Linked DNA regions of Mus musculus: region 1 is linked to region 2. Evidence: chromatin contacts called from public Hi-C data. All regions are on one chromosome and are shown on one strand. Each heading gives the region's core, a stretch centred on a gene start, on an enhancer-like site or on the middle of the called end of the contact. The rest is flanking DNA. Distances are from core to core; before and after follow the strand shown.

Evidence for each region. Hi-C and Micro-C count contacts between places; a contact is called where the count stands out from the background.
Region 1: a Hi-C map of forebrain shows a contact between it and region 2, with 2.3 times the contacts expected there. The contact joins two enhancer-like sites. A contact is called at or near these places in 1 of 39 promoter capture datasets (hippocampal neurons), 3 of 484 Hi-C or Micro-C datasets (cerebral cortex, forebrain and uterus) and 1 of 9 other capture datasets (adipose tissue).

What each region holds. Positions count from the first base shown.
Region 1 is chr2:44,704,896-44,708,385 of GRCm38.p6, reverse strand. All of the region lies in intron 5 of Gtdc1 (glycosyltransferase-like domain containing 1), which reads left to right. Among named protein-coding and RNA genes, the nearest start is that of Gm39807, 38 kb to the right of the region's middle. Within about 2 kb of position 2,210, at least 31 of the 459 cell types and tissues checked have an H3K27ac peak or open chromatin away from gene starts, as enhancers often do. A contact at or near this core is called in forebrain, where this site is marked.
Region 2 is chr2:44,569,518-44,572,926 of GRCm38.p6, reverse strand. It overlaps Gtdc1 (glycosyltransferase-like domain containing 1), which reads left to right. Exons shown (of 11, transcript NM_001362987.1): 9 at 1,644-1,714; 10 at 2,417-2,508. Among named protein-coding and RNA genes, the nearest start is that of Gm39806, 70 kb to the right of the region's middle. Within about 2 kb of position 1,501, at least 24 of the 459 cell types and tissues checked have an H3K27ac peak or open chromatin away from gene starts, as enhancers often do. A contact at or near this core is called in forebrain, where this site is marked.

The sequences.
Region 1 (3,490 bases), core at 961-3,460, 130 kb before region 2:
TCATTGAGGTAGAGTATGTACTTAGAGACATTGATGACTATACTCGGAAGCCTGGCAATGCTGGTAGATTACACGTGTTAAAGTTAGCATATTAAGTTAAGATGGTTACAAGGCGCTAGGTTTCTGAGGCCCCATCATGGGGTGTTGCTAGTCTTAGTAGGTTCTCAGAGTTATGCTTTCAAAAGTCTAACTTAAATTGTCTTTGAGCTCACTCCTAGAAACACCCCGGTTTTTAAAGTATTAAGGATGTCACTCTTGCTAGAAATGTTTATCGACTATACTCTGAAAGCATGAAGTCATGTTGTTTTTCATTTGTTCGCTCAAGAGGGTAGTTTTATAATTAGAGATTGTTGTTAAGCAGACATATTATTTTAAAAATATACCTTTATTGAGAGGAAATCTGGGAATATAAGCTAGACAGTGATGTTATATCCAAAATTGTATATTCCTAGTAAGCAGCCGTTTAGTAAATTGGTTATAAACCAGCATCTGTTGTAGGGATGGAAGAATGACATCATAAAGAATGTATGGAAATTTTTAATTGAAAAAGAATGATGCACAATTTTAACATGACTTTCAGTCTAAATTGATTTTACCAACAGAGTAGAAGTAGTATTCTTTAAAAACATTCCAATAATGTAAAGTATTTAAAATGTAATGTCCTGTTAATGTACCTAAAAATTAAACTTTAGGTCATCCAACAAGAGTACTGCTTACAGTAATGCAGCCTATGTAATATGCAATTATCTTGACAATAGTTTTATTTTTCAACAATTTTGCCATAAAACAGCAGTGAGATACAATGAATTTGATTCATTTTTTGTGTGTGAATCATTTAATAGGCCATTACATCCACTATATTAGACTCCATTCTCCTTTCAGAGCTTTTCATTATAAGGCTGTCTTTAATGGAAAGAAGTTTAACCTTCCCTCCCAGATAGATTGAACCCCATAACAGTGTAAACATTCTCATTATAAAATAAAATCCCCTTCCCCAAGGGCAGTGCTATAATTATGTTGTGGAGGATTGTAGGAATGTTTCTACCTAGAAATGCTGTCTCATTCTTGCTTTCAAGTTTTTTATCATTTTCAAGCAATCAATAACATTTTAAATTATAGTTTAAGAAAATGCATATGATCTGGTTTAAAATTTTTGAAGTTATTTTAATCAACTTCAAGAAGAAGTCATCAGTAAAATTACTGTTGATTTATAAATAGGATAATTAGAGGCTTCCCTCCTAAGTACTGTTCACTGGCATTGTGGCTGTTTTTATTGCCTAGTCAAACCTCTTCATTCAATTTTAAAATTGCCTTTTGAATGAACTCCACTATGAGGTTGCCAAACAGTGTCACTGTTAATACTTTCCCTCCTCTGTTTCATTGTCCGGTCTGCAAATGCACAATAAATTGTTTGATAAGGGGGTCAATGAGGTTGTACTAGTTTTTAAGTGAATTATAACCAAACCATTCAGATTATGTCACATGCTTAGTATTATGGTAGAGCTGTGTTTAAAGGGTAGCAGTATTATGCTTGGTTCATTTTGCACCATTTCGTTAAGAATGTATCCTACACCAATCAGCATGTCATGATTGTTCAACAAATTGTCAATCTTTATATCAAGAGGAAAAAAACAAAATGCCACTTTAAAATGTATGAAGTTCACCCCTTGCAAGTGGATTATTCAAGGAAACAAACATAAGAGGCTCCTGGTAAGGGAAAGAGACAGCCTGCTCTCTATAGGAATGTTAAATTTAAAAAGAAAGATCAGGTGATTATTTCAAGATAATAAGTATATAAAGATACTAAAGGTGGTATTCATTGAAAAACCTATGGAGCATATGTTTTTAATATGAAAATGTTCAGTTAAACAATGTTATCTATTCCATAGATAGCAGTTATATTTCCCTGGATATGTGAACTCAATAGATAGAGATTGTGTTTTGTAAGAGGCAGCTTTTCCTCCCTCTGACTTGTAGGAGCATAACCAGAGGCTTTTTGCAGGGCTACCCTTCTGAGAAGGGAATTAGGGATGCTTAAATGCATATTTTTCTGCATATGCAGAACTGGTGAGTGTATTCTGAGAAATTTATAAAGCAAAAGCAAGAAACTGCTTGCCGCATCTAAAGAAGCAAGACTGTTTGTGTGTCTATCCTTTGTAACAGAAGGAATGTTTCTTATGTTTCTGTCTTCAGACAGTTGGCACACATTTCATCTCAGCAGCTGCTTTCTCTTAAAGTGCAGCAGAGTGGAGGACTGCAGTGACACCAGCATTAATACTTCACATTCTGCTATCGTATGCTGTCACTGGGAAATATGGATCTAGGTTACATGTGTTTGCAGACTTTGTACTGTTGAATTATGAAAGCTGACTCTTGGTGGATTGTGTTGTGTGTGGAGACTGTGAACTGAGCAGCTAGTGAGTACAATCGTCTGCTCAGAGTGCAGCATTCTCCTTCCAGGCCGGAGGGAGCCAGCACTTTCAAATTGACAACTGCCAAATTCTGGAACGTTCTGTATAATGAATACAGAAATTATCTTGTCAGTGACATTTTAACACATTGTTTTTGACTTTTACATTTTCTAGAGTCTCATTTTTACCACTATTGAAATTTTTACAGTTTGGATACATTACCCAATAAAGTATATTGCAAAAGATGAAAGGAAATTTTGTTCATCCAGAATAAGAATTTACAAAGAAAATTATAAAATTCTTTTCTGTGGTTGGAAAAGTTATGTAGGTTTTTTTTTTTAAATTTTCATTGTTATAAAAAACGTAAAATGTAAGCCAGGGCACTATCTCCTGTTAGGATGACAATCATCATTTCTGGCTTTGTATCTGAACTATGTCGATACAGACAAATATGTGTTTGCATATATGTCTGCATATACATATAGATTAATTCAGGCTTTTAATACAATTCATGAAAAATGCTGTGATCTAGCACTCAGTAGGGATATTAGCAGACTAGTGGAATGTGAATGAGCAGATATGAGTGATACTTTAAGGAGAATCTATTCATTGCTCGCCACAGAGAGGTAGGTACCAAGTCCTGTGAGTGCCGAGAGGACACCCGCAGGTTAGCATGCAGGATGGAAGACAGGGACTAATGGCTCCAGGGACATTTACGTTCTTTACATTTTTACTGTATCTTAAATATGTGTGTCTTATTTGTGACTTTATTTGGTGTCTGATTAACTCTTGGAATTGACATTTTGGAATTGAGTGTGGCTTTATTAGGGTAGGATATATACTCAAACTATTTTAAGCTCACTATTTCAAGACAACAATACCTAGAGAGTCATGTGGTATCATATGAACTTACTGTCTTTTCATCTTGTGTTACATGGTACTAGTTCTCATTAGCATGAATTTTAATTAGTTAACATAAATGTCCCACGGTGTGAAAACTTTATAAAATTCAGCCTTCTGTGCATGCATCGTGGACATTTTGTAGCTTTGCTCCTGGGGGGATGAAGTTTGTATCTTGA
Region 2 (3,409 bases), core at 252-2,751:
TTATTGTTGTTTAATTTTCCCTCTTATATCAAATAATGCTGTTCCTGTCTTATTGTATGATGTTTTAATTGGTAGAGGCATTTTGGAAATAGTATGGTATATACTCATATGATGACTCAAAATGAAAATCAGCCTGTGATTTTCTTTTTGGGTATAGAATAATTCAAATCCATTATTGAAAAGCAGATAATCTGCACTTTCCGACATGCCTGTGACTTTACCCTTAACTTTATGTGATTATAAGAGACTGTTTATGTGTATTCGCGTTTCCGTTGGCACAGCGTTTTAGAACTGAGTGACTTCAGGCACTGGGCTTGCTTTTTTTTTTTTATGGTTTGTGAAGTGCATCAAGGTTGACATTCTCAAAAGTTTTTTGTTTTATGATTTGTACTACAGCACAGGGTAACATAGAGCTGTGCTTATCATACTTATACATTTAGGAAAGGGTGAGATAGCTTGTCTTCTGCAGTTGATAATTGGTAACTAAAACCTTTGCATTTCTATTGTGTTTGGTAACAACTTAGTATTTTTCCAAAAATTGTAGCTCAAAGTAAATACTTTTTCTTTAAACTAATTTCAGTTTAACATCATAAAAATAGGGACACCATCACCCACTTAAAAACAGTTTAAATTGCATGTACTCTGTCACTGTAAATAAACAAGGTAAACATTGACATGACTTCAGATCATTCTTGGACTGAAAAAAAATCTGCAGTTCAAAATAAATTCCGCCTTTGGTCAACATTTTGGATGCAATTCAAAGTTTCTCATAAAATAAACATATTTTAAAGAGTGTTTTGAATTTCACTGCATAATTTCTAGCCAACAGAAATGACAGTGGTATCTTCAAGGTTTGTGATACGTCAAATCAATAGCCATTATGCAAACCTAGCAGGACTGCAAGGGGCAATGCCTTCCCTCTCCTTAGCCCCCTACCCCTGGGACAGGAAGAAAACTCGCAGAGATAGTCCCTAGGAAGACTCTCAATGCAGAACTTTGTGTTTGTTTAGTAGTAAAACTATTCTGATAAAATAGAAAGTAAGCTGATTTTCAGTCAGAAGAGCAAAATGTTCATTAAAATGATCTGAACAAGAGTTTTTCCACAATTGGAGAGTTTTACATCTGCATAATAACAAATTGTTTCCAAGCACGAGCTTGAACTGAAAATGCCCATCACAACAGATTGTAAATTTTTTCTGCTGCTTTAAAAGTGCCTCGATCATTTCTACGGCTTCCCTGCTAAAGTATTTGCTATTTTATTTAAACATTTTTTGAAAAATGAACATTCTGAGTCTTTGCAGCATTATTAAGAAAAGCTGTCCATACTTTTCCATGTTGTTGAATGTGTTTATCTGCTGATTATAAAATGTGTTAAACAGTATTTTAGAAACAACAAAAATGCAGCGCTGCGCTTTGATGAATTCAGTGAACAGAGCATATGCTGCGGGTTCTGTCCCAGCAAAGTCGGGTATGGTCAATAGGCTCCCGCAAAGAGCAGCTCTGGCGGTTAGGAGCCAGCCGAGCATGATTTTTGTCCCGGGGAGCTCTGGGCTCTCTCTCACTGCTGTCTTAGACAGACAGATCCTTCTGACTGTAATGCTCACGCCTGCTGTCCTCCTGTCCTCTCTCTGACATTTCTGCAGGTTGGAAGCTGTGTACTGTGGCTGCTACCCACTCTGTCCCAAAGCCTTGGTCTATCCTGAGATCTTTCCAGGTAGCTGCTTTCATGTGCTTTTTCTTTGTTGTGATTTAATACAGGATTCATGCTAAACTAAAAGTTTGAAAATAAACTTAAGTAGGAGCAATTGTTTATTTGGCAAGTCAACATGTTAGTGTTAAGGAAAATTTTATGTGTTTTAATACATTAGAGTAAGCTTATATTTACCATCTGTTCTTTTAAGATAACAAAAAAAGCAAGTTTTCAAATAGCATTCTTTATTGTTAGCATACACATCTCATAATGACGGATTTTTATAAGCAGGTCAGTACTGCTGCAATTGCTAACAGATTTTTTTTTTAATGATATACACAGAGAAAATTCGAGGATTGAAAGTCATACCAAATTCTTTAAACAATTGACTAGTTAATAATATGCAACTGTTGTACAGAGTACGTACAGCTACAGTACTGGTTCTTTGAAAAATTCTCATCACTAAATATATCACATATGCATTGTGCTGCATTAGAATAATGTATTTTAATCACCCAGAGGAGATGTCTAAACAGCACAACTACACAGTCTTATTTAGCATTAAACATCCTTGTGAGCTGAGGTAACCTTATAAAATCATGCTTAAATAATGTAAAACATGAGGCGGCACAGAGCAATATGCATTTTTAATTAGTAAAGTGACTAATATCGAGTGTGTGCTTTGAGGTTTTTGTTTCATTAAAAATGTATCTGTTTTTCCTGCAGCTGAGTATCTGTATTCCACACCTGAACAGCTTTCAAAACGGCTCAAGAGTTTCTGCAAGAGGCCAGATATTATAAGAAAACATCTTTATAAGGTAGCTATTGAGAAGAAATTTACGTGCTAGAAATGCCACATTTAAGTACAAAGAAAATTTAAAAAAAAAACATCTAATTAACATACTAATGTTTAAAGGAAACATGCTAGGGAGGGGTGTTGGTTGTTACACTAACAAGGATTAATTAAACTGCATGCCAGTTGTATTAACCTAGGTCTTAGGAAATACGTGCACTCCATGCACACTACATGCTTGCTTTTTAATTTATTGTTTTCTAAGATGACTGTCCTGTACATTTAGCCTCAAGAGGCTTATAAAAATGAACCTGGATTAATGTAACTCATTAGTTTAAAAGGAAGTGAAGGGAAGACTCCACAATTATACTAATAAGAATAAGCCTTTCTTCCCATCATAATGAAATCTTAAGGCCTCAAAAATTTAGCTGAATGACATTAGTGAAGTTTGTTGTTGGTTTTTGAACTGCTTTAAAGGCACCTTTCAAAAGTTGTATTCCCCTCATTCTGGTTAAAATGAGACTTAAAAATTCCATTTATTTAGAGTCAGGTCCATGGGTCTTAGCTGAAAATGTCAAGGCAAATGGTTCATATCAATAGTACCTTCAGCAGTCCCTCTCGCCTTACCTGAGTCCAGCCTCTTACACTGTGAAACAGCACAAAGAGCCCCCACAACACTGTAAGGAGCTGAAGTGGGGTCTGCTTTCTGGGTTTCAGAGGTAGCTCCAGGCCATGAATAATTCACCTTTTGATGGACTTTGACCGTAGTGTCTTCATTTTTTCTAAGGCTAATGTAGTTTACAATCTAGTTCTTTTATAATTCAGAAACTTCTAATTTCCTTTGTTAATATATAACCTTCAGCATGAAATACACTCCTGCCTTTCCCCTCTCTTGTTTCAAGGCCTAAAATACATGTTTACAGAGT